2 separate regions of the Mus musculus genome follow, and region 2 is linked to region 1. Evidence: chromatin contacts called from public HiChIP or PLAC-seq data. All regions are on one chromosome and are shown on one strand. Each heading gives the region's core, a stretch centred on a gene start, on an enhancer-like site or on the middle of the called end of the contact. The rest is flanking DNA. Distances are from core to core; before and after follow the strand shown.

What was found. HiChIP or PLAC-seq counts read pairs in DNA pulled down with a chosen protein or histone mark.
Region 2: a contact with region 1 is called in an HNF4G HiChIP or PLAC-seq map of pancreatic cancer cells. The contact joins the enhancer-like site here to the promoter of Arid2 in region 1. A contact is called at or near these places in 3 of 39 promoter capture datasets (hippocampal neurons, liver and pre-B cells), 2 of 115 datasets of contacts at active chromatin or transcription factors (embryonic stem cells and pancreatic cancer cells) and 1 of 9 other capture datasets (liver).

What each region holds. Positions count from the first base shown.
Region 1 is chr15:96,284,263-96,288,840 of GRCm38.p6, forward strand. It overlaps Arid2 (AT rich interactive domain 2 (ARID, RFX-like)), which reads left to right and starts at 3,260. Exons shown (of 21, transcript NM_175251.4): 1 at 3,260-3,524; 2 at 3,632-3,725. The coding sequence starts at 3,433. It overlaps Gm38469 (spidroin-2), which reads right to left and starts at 3,136. Exons shown (of 3, transcript XM_011245785.3): 1 at 1,754-3,136. The coding sequence starts at 2,991. The coding sequence ends at 2,248.
Region 2 is chr15:97,748,920-97,753,577 of GRCm38.p6, forward strand. Rapgef3 (Rap guanine nucleotide exchange factor (GEF) 3) reads right to left here. Exons shown (of 28, transcript NM_001177810.1): 19 at 1,872-1,969; 20 at 1,350-1,475; 21 at 1,087-1,268; 22 at 732-822; 23 at 577-627. Among named protein-coding and RNA genes, the nearest start is that of Gm33531, 10 kb to the left of the region's middle. Within about 2 kb of position 1,937, at least 185 of the 459 cell types and tissues checked have an H3K27ac peak or open chromatin away from gene starts, as enhancers often do. A contact at or near this core is called in pancreatic cancer cells and pre-B cells, where this site is marked.

The DNA of each region.
Region 1 (4,578 bases), core at 2,010-4,509:
AGGGCGGGGCAGAAGATGGGCTGTGGAATGTGCAGAAGGCGACTGTTCAGTGCTCAGACGGAAATATGCAGGTGCCATCATAGTATCTCAACGAGTCACCACAGAACCACACAAGCACAATGGCTAATGCAACTGGAAGATGACACAGAAACCCAGATAAACTCCCCTCTGCCCTTAAGTTTTCCTTTCCAAGCAAATAACCAGATGGCTGCTTTTGGTCTCCTATTCCCTCCCCCCCCCCCCGCGCTGATTTCAGGAAAATTGAACTGCTCTGTGATCCATCCGATAACATCAACTTTTAGGTTTGTATTCACTAAACAGAGACTAGTCAAAGTGTTAAGAATTTAAATTCTATCCATCAGTAGACTTCCGTTTTGAGGATTACACCTCTTCTACAGAAAGCAACCCTAAAAAATTCCTGGAAAAGCTTTAAAAGGTTAGATTCCCTCCAAGCCTTTGACACTTTCTCTGAAAACCAAAATTGCTACTAAGTACGTGTGTGGATAGACACACACTCGTAGCATTCGCTGCCTTCCGAGTGTCAGCCTCCCCCTTGTAAAGGGCCGACATGTCATCCCTCCACTCTGCTCCTGGACCTGACAATCAAAGCCAAGCAGGCCAGTCCGCCTGCCTGCCTGCCCGGCGGCGCAGGAGTGGGGTGGAAGGACGCTCCGACGTCCACCTAGAGACATCAACAACGTACAGTAGTCCCAGGTTGGGCTCCGACGACTTTAAAAGTCAGGGCTCGTGCCGCCTCCGTCCCCACGGCGCCCGCGGCTGCAGGGCCCGTCCGCCGGGTCGCCTTGGGCCGCCACCGCGGGCATCGCCGATTCCGCCGCGGTCCTGGAGCCGGAAGGCCCTCCGCGGTCCCCGCGGGCGAGCGCGCACGACGACGGCGGCGGGCCCTCCCGGTCCTCGTCCCTCCGGATCCGGGGCCCGCGGTCACCCCGCCGCGAGTCCAGTCCAGCCCACCCCGCCTCTGCCTTCAGCTACCCTTCCCGTGGCGCGCGGCCTCGCTCGGAGAAGACGGAAGAGGACAGGGCGCGCCGGGCCAGGAGTCGCCGACGTCCTTGGCAACGCGGTCCTTCCCCCCCCCCCACACCCCACGCGGGCTTCCCCCCCGGGTCCGCTGCATCCTCGGCGGAGGTATTCCACGGTGACGGGTCTCTCGCCTCGCGCACAAGATGGGGCCCGGGGAGCGGCCGCCCGGCGGATCCATGGGCGCCGCCATTTTGTGAGGCGCGGCGGCCGGAGCTCGGCTGTGTGTAATGGTTGCAGAGAGTGACCCCCCTCTAGGGAATCCCCGGCGCTGACGGTTACGCAAGGGGCCGTGCGCAAGTGCGGAGCGCAGGGAATCCGCACAGCCCGGCCAGCCCGGCTCGCCGCTGCCCTTGAGGCGGCGGGGGAAGGGGCGGCCGCTGGCCCAGCCCGGCTCTCCCCACCAGCGCGCCTCGCCTCGCCTCGGGCCCGGCCGGCTTCTCCTCCTCCTCCTCGGCCAGGGTCTCCGCCCCTCACAGGCTTGCGAGGCACTCACTGGTCCTCGGGTGTCAGGAATTTGCTAGCCACACCTTATCCCGACCCCACTGAAGACATAAACTTTACTTGGGAAATAAACCCGTTTCCTAGAGTGAGTACCGGAAGCACGCTCCGCTCTATTACATAATTCTCTCTTTTTTTAATATACTCCTCCCCGTCACCCGATAGGTGCTCCCATCGGAAAGACTACCTGAAATAAACCCATCCAGACTCTTACCAGCTTGTGACCTTGGGCTAGTGACTTTGCCACTGGTGGCTGTCTCTAAAATGGGAATCCTAGTAGACCAAAGGAGAAGCATGAGGCTCTCCACATTTGCAGACCGGGGAGGGCTCCAACACCCGGGTAAATGCAAATTTAAGTGGTACTAAAAAAAAAAAAAGATACAAATTTTGAATTCCCTATGTACACATTTTCTTTTTTTTTAAACTGAAAGGGAAAAACATTTTGCCCTCTTTTTCAGATACTAGTGCAAAAAAAGACCTAAGCAGTGTTATTCTCAAAGTTGGGAGGTTATTTCCCAACAGGCGCGATTACCGTTTGCGTACCTCCGGGTTCGGTGCACCAAACCGACCAAAAAAGGGAGGACGAGTGAAAAGCCTTACTCTAGCTCCACAAAAGTAGGGCAGGCAGTTTCCAGCCTATTCGATCCTACAGTTTGTCAAAGTGAGTTTACGGCCCCATCATGGACCATGTGCTCGGCGGGCTTCGTGCTAGCACGATGAAGCCCGGAGGCCAACGCCTCCCGCTAGCAACGTCTCCAGAGGGGGCGAGCGGACTCGTCCGCGGCCGCCGGGGCTGCGCCGAGCGAGCCTGCTTCTCAGTGTGGCCGGAGGCCCGGCGGGCGCCGCCGGGGACGCGAACATCGCCTCCACCCCTAAGCCCGGAACAACCGGTAGTGGCCGTTTCCCCGCGCCGCCCCCCTTTCCGCCCGCTTTGTGTGCGTGTGAAATGTGCTGCACATTGCAGATGAACCCTAAGCCGGGCGAGCCGAGTCTATTGTTCCCCGCGAGGAGCCGCCGCGACCGTGTGGAGCCAGGCGCAGTGCCGCGGCCGGCCCTCGGGGGGCGCTGTGCGGCGCTGGCGGCCCGGCCGTGGCGGCGGCAGCAGAGAACGGGAGGCTGGCGGGCAGGCAGGCAGGCCGGCGGGCGGCGCGCAGCGGCTCGGCTGCCGCCGGAGCCTGTGCCCGGGGACGCCCGGGCCGCCGCCGCCGCCGCCGCGCGTGAATGTGTGCGAGGGCCCCGCGGAGCCGCGGCCCGGATCCACGCTGTCACCCCGCTCTCCACAAGCCACCACACAGACCTCCCCCTCCCCACGCGGCCCCGCCTGCCCCGGCCCCGCCGCGCCGCCGCCGCCGCCGCCGCCGCCGCAACTCCCAGGCCTGCGGCCGCCCGGGCCCCTCGCCTCGGCTCGCCCGGCCCCCGGTCGGCTCGTGCGCCCCCCGGCCGCAGCACCATGTTGAATCGCGTCCCCGGGCCGAGCCGCCAGGGCCGGCGGCGCTGAGAGGCGGCCCAGAGCCGGGCCGCGGGAGGCGGCGAGGCAGGGTGGGGGCCGCGCTCGCCCCGCGGCTCCGCGCCCGGCCGCCCGTCGCCTGCCCCTCTAGTTTCGCTCCCGTTTCTTTAAACTTTTTTAGAAATTCCCCTCCCTCCGGCCCTGCGCTCCCCCTGGCCTCCCGCTCCCTCCTTCCCCTCCTCCTCGCCTCCTCCCCCTCCCTCCTCCCTCCCTGCGCCGCCGCCGCCGCCGCCGCCGCCGCCGCCGCCGCCACCGCCGGCCCATGACTGAGCCCCGCCACCGCCGGCCGAGGAATGGGCTCCGGGCGCTGGTAGGGAGCGCGGGGAGCGGGGGCCGCGTTTGAACCGCGATCTGGGTTTTTTCGGGAGACCTCCTTTGGCAAAATAATGGCAAACTCGACGGGGAAGGCGCCTCCGGACGAGCGGAGGAAGGGACTGGCTTTCCTGGACGAGCTGCGGCAGTTCCACCACAGCAGAGGGTGAGAGCAGGACCGGGGGGGCAGCGCCGGGGCGAGCCGGGGCGAACGGGGGCCCGCCGCGGGCGCGGGGTCCCGGTGACAAGTGCGGGGCTTTCTGTCGCCCGCAGGTCGCCGTTTAAGAAGATCCCTGCGGTGGGTGGGAAGGAGCTGGATCTTCACGGGCTCTACACCAGAGTCACTACTTTAGGCGGATTCGCGAAGGTGAGTGGAAGTTTTAATTTGTATTTCCCTCTCGCTGGCCTGCTCGGAAAAGTCTGCTCCGACCCGGGAGCAGGCGCCCGGGGTCGGGGGGGCGATCGGCGGGACACACGGCGTTCTCGGCGCTCGCAGCCGGTGGCCCACGGAGGCGGCCGGCGGCGGGGCTGTTTTCGGCCTGGTGGCTCGCGTGCGCGCGGCGGGCGCGGGGCTTGGGCGGGCGGTGCGGCCCGGCGGCGGGGAGCGCCCTGCCCGGTGTCCGGCCGGCCCCGCGGGGTCTGAGCGGCGCGGCGGGGAGCGCGGGCGAGTGGAGTGCTCGCCCGCCGCCCGCCGAGCCCGCGGCCCGCCCGCCCGCCCGCGAGTCAGCGCTGCCGCCGCCGCCGCTGCCGCTCTAGCACAGGCGGAGACACAGAGACACACAGACTCTGAGCAGTTTTCGTGCAACTCAAAATTAGCGCGGGCAGGTTTAACATCGATAATCGGCTGCGAAATGATCCCGGCGGCCGGGGGCACAGCCTCGGCCCGCTCGCCCTGGCTTTCTACAGCTAACAAAAGAAAGCAGGACCTGTCTGCAAATAGCCATCTTAGGCTTCAAGGCTAGGCAGAAGCTGTAGGCCTCAAAGAAGGGCCTATGGAGATGGATAGATCTGGGAGAGGGATCGGAGTCGGCCCCGGCCCCGGCCCCCCCAGAGCTCGCGGACGTCGCTGTCCGGAGCAGTATTGATCCTTTTGAACTTTTTTTTTTTTTTTTCTTTACTGCAAACGGACCGCGTTGAGATTTAAAAGGGGGCGACAGAGGGACTTGCGATTGGTTATTGTCCGGGCTTCAAAAACAAAACAAACCCACCAACCCCCCCCC
Region 2 (4,658 bases), core at 687-3,186, 1.5 Mb after region 1:
GTGGGTGTGTTCCCCTGAACACCCAGTTTTCTTGAGAACACCCAAGACTGAAAACACCTTGGCTTTCTTCTCTCTGGAACACTACAAAACCTTCAAAAAAGTTCCCACTCCCGTTTCATTCCTTACTTTAGTCTTACAAGCCCTTTTGTCTGGTCCACAAGCCCTTTAAGGGTCCGGGAGGGTCCAGTGACAGACACCCTCTTACCTGATACACAATGGGTCACAATGACACACAGTAGGTCTTCTGCTCACTACCTCAAGGAATACCTCTTTGCTGTCAAGTTCAGCCCAAACCCTTGGGCAGAGCAGCCAGAGCCTGGTATCCTCTGACTCCTCCTGAAACTCAGACCCAGGACATCCCCGGGGGCCTGCTGTGGTCGCATATCCAGGGCAAATGTCCTCTCCATGAATAGCAGAGGGTAGAGTATAGTTCACAAGCCCCTATCACTATATTGAGTACCCTCAGCCAGCACCCACAACCACAGGCCAGAGGGATCCAGGCCCTAGGTGGGCACCAAAAGCCATGAAAGGCCCAAGCCAGGGTCCAGGGAAGGTGGAAACGGGTCCAATACTCACCAGCAACCTTTCCAGGGCTGAGTACAGCTTCCGTACTTTATGGGGCAGGCGCTGTGAAGGTGAGACAGGTGAAGGGCCACGGCTGGGAAGAGAGAGCCCCCTAACGTCTCCCAGGAGGGCAGAAGCCTGGCCTTGGCAGAATCCCGGATACTCACCTCCCAGGTGTGGGCCAGCCGGCTGATGGCCGAGTTGCTGAGGCCAAACATGACCGCAAAGAAAGAGTTGAGGTTCTTCTGCTCCTTGAGGCTGTGAGTGAGCACAAGACCCAGACACCCTCAGAGGAAACAGCCAAATCCCCAGTGATGTAGGGTGGGTGGGTTAAGTAAGAGGCAAAGGCTCTGGGAACCCAAGAACAAAAAGAAGGCAGATTGGGCAACGCAGCAGGCAGGGAGAGGGGTTAAGAAAGGGTGGCTGCGGGACTGGCAACACACCACCCTGTCTCCGCACATTCCACTGTCCTCCCCATACCCCATCATCTCCACACACCCTGCAGTCCCAACAGGCACTCACTGGGCTGCCAGCTTGATGAACTTCCTGAGTAGCTGAGCCCGGGAGCCAGGAACAGGGCAGAGACAGAGCTCTGTGGCCACCCAGTACTGCAGCTCGTTGAAGCGGCGCATGAAGCGCTCCAGGTTCGCGGTGGTGACATCCCGCAGGTGCTGGGGGCCCAGTACATAATGGATCAGCTCCACCTGGACGGGCCAAAGACCAGGTCAGCATGCTAGGCCTGGTGTCCCGCCCACACCCTCCTCCTCCTGCTCTACCTCCTGCACCTGGTGGATCCTGTTGAAGAGGTTCCAGTCATGGTCGGTCAGCTGGCCTGCCAGGTCCTTGGCGCTCACTAGGTCCAGCATCTCAGAAGAACCCAGAGTGGGGCCCAGCTGCTCAGGGTGTGGGGTCTGTAGGAGAAGAATGCTCAGACACAGGGAGGACCTGGGACAAAAACTCTGCCTGTGGTGGTGAGAGGGACAGCGGACAGACAGACAGGGCACTGGGAAGTAGAGATGCTTCTCGGGTCTGTGGACGGTGAAAAATGGGCTCTCCTGAGGGGTCACTGTTCTGACAGTTCCCTCATGCTGGAACTCTGGCTTGAGACCCTGGAGTTAGGGTTAGCTAGCCCCTCTTTCCCCTTGGCATCTCTAAATGCTGTGGCCCACCCTCCCTTTTCTCCCAGTGAAGACTCAGGAGCAGCCAGAGGCAAGCACGTTCCTCCATTCTCTGTGGCCACCCCCCAGAACCCACCCTGCCTCCTGGTCCCAGAGTTCCTCGGGCTCTGGCAGCCTGCCTGTCCCTACCAGCTCATGCACTTCCTGTGGGTCGACAACAAAGAGCCGCTCGTTGAGCCCCAGGGATGTGGCCACACCACGGGCATCTGGCTGCAAGCCAACGACATCTGTGAAGACAGCAGAGGCTGTGCTGAGGGGAGGTGGTTGGGACAGAGGCCAGGGAGCAGCTGGAGGCCCTGCCTAGCTGAAAGTGTTCTTCTTCTGGAGATGGCTGGGGAGAGACTCTAAACGCACGGGTGCTCATGACCACACCTCGACACTGCCTGTGGCGTTGACTCAGGCAGCACCTGAGACTAGTCACTTATGGACGAGACATCCGCCTTCCTGACCCTCGATTTCCTCTTCAATAAACCAAAGCCTGTAAGGCTCACCCCAACTACTTCCCAGGCCATTTTTATAAGTGTGGCTGCTGCAGGGAAAAGATGTGTATAAAAAAAAAAACTTCTGGAAATTAGGAAATGGCCTATCTACCTCTTAATGTTGACTTTCATCACCTATGGACTGGACAATGCTTGAGTCTTCCGGTCTCTGGGCCCTTGAACAGTGGCTTCCAAAGTATGGCATACAAGACTACTCATGTGTCCAGAGAAAAACTTAGCTCTTCTATTTAATCCACTTTATCTATTTTCTTCTATTAATACATTTCTTCTATTTTGTGTATAGCTTTATAATCACATGTTGAGGAAGTGGTTTTATATATAATTTATATGCAAGTGTACACTTAGTGAGATTTGTATATTTTTTTAAAAAATTATTTTATTTATGTGAGTACACTTTAGCCATTTTCAGACACACCAGAAGAGGGCATCAGATCCCATTGCAGATGGTTGTGAGGCACCATGTGGTTGCTGGGAATTGAACTCAGGACCTCTGGAAGAGCAGTCAGTGCTCTTAACTGCTGGGCCATCTCTCCAATAGAGCATTGGCTAGTGACCATCAGTGGTCTGAAAAATGACTGCCACATAGTAGGATCTCAATAAAGGAGGACACTGAGCAGCAGTGACTCTCCAGGTAGCCACCAGAGGGCAGTGCTTTCCAGAGCAGAGCACACAGGTGAGCTCTAGAGTCACTCCTGCTGACTCCTGAAGGTTGAGGGCTTTTCTCTTAGCCACCCTTGCCACAGTTCCCTGATGACCCCAGTTCCTGACTGCTGGGCTCTGACCGTCAAGTCCAGGCTACACTACTCAAGGATAACAATGGCTTTTAGTGTGCCAAAAATCTCCCAAAGCAGGTCCTGATAACATAGACAGGAGTCTAGGAAGAGACGTGCTAGACTCAGGGTTGCATGCCTTGTGGGCATCTGCAGTCTAACAGCTACAGACTCTCATAAGAGTGCAGTCACTTGGCAGACAAGGACATGGAGACGCAGAGAGGCCCAGGGTGCCCCAGTTGGGTCGTAGTTAATGTGAAATTCTCTCCTAACCCTGGGAGTCTATGTTCACCATCATCCAGCAGATCTGTCATAGTTGCTGTAGGAACTAGCACATTGCTGCTGCGTAGATGATGCTTCAAAATGTTTTCTATCAGGGCCGAAAAGGTGGCTCAGCAGTCAGGGACACTGGTTACTCTTCCAGAGGACCTGGGTTCTATTCCTACCACCCACTTGGTAGCTCACAACCTTGTGTACGTCTTGTTTCAGGGGATCTAACCCCCTCTTCTAAGTTTCACAGGAATCAAACACATGTAAGCCTGCAGAGGCCATCCATTTGGGCAAAACAACCAATACGTATAAAATAAGAACAATACTATTTTTAAAACCTTATTTTAAAAGTGTTTGCAATCCTGGCTAGTTAGTTCATCATTCTGACACAAGCTAGGCTCATCTGGGAAGAAGGAACCTCAAGTAAGAAAATGTCTCTGTCAGGCTGGCCTGTAGCAAGTTCTTGATTAATGATTGATCTGGAAGGCCCAGCCCACTGTGGGCGGTGCCATGCTGAGAATGTGGTCCTGGGTTCTATAAGAAAGCAGGCTGAGCAAGCCACTAGGAGAAGCCAGTAAAAGCCAAGGCCTCTGCTTTGGTCCTTGCGCTGAGTTTCTTCCCCGACTTCCCTTTACAGGGGACTGTTTTTTGTTGTTTTGTTTGTTTGTTTGTTTGTTTTTCGAGACAGGGTTTCTCTGTGTAGCCCTGGCTATCCTGGAACTCACTCTGTAGACCATGCTGGCTTCGAACTCAGAAATCTGCCTGCCTCTGCCTCCCAAGTGCTGGGATTAAAGGCGTGCGCCACCACGGCCCCACAGCGGGCTGTTAAGCTGAAAGATGAGATATACATTTGTGTCTCCAAAGTTCTTTTGATCATGCTTTTTATGACAAAGCCAGGAAGCCTGCTGAGTAACTTAAAAAAGGAAGACAATCTAAAGTCAAAGGCTAGCCACAGGCTCACTAACTCCATTAGCTCTGGGAGTAGGCCGAATTCTCTTGAGCGCCAGCTTCCATGGTGGAAAAGAGGGGATAGGATTCCCTCCTGTGGGCTTAAGAGATGATTCAGGGGTTAAGACCACCAACTGTTCTTCCAGAGGTCCTGAGTTCAATTCCCAGCAACCACATGGTAGCTCACAACCATCTGTAATAGGGATCCAATACCCTGTCTGGTGTGTCTGAAGATAGCTATAGCGCACTCATATAAATAAAATTTTTAAAAAATCTTTAAAAATAAAGATATCCTCTGTCGAGACAGCGCTGGGGAATGAGTGAGTGTATAGGAATAGGCGCTCTGAACACTTTCTTCACTTCATTCTCACAAATCCTCTACCAGGCCCCGCCATTTTACCATCTCTGCTTTACAAACGAGGAGCTCA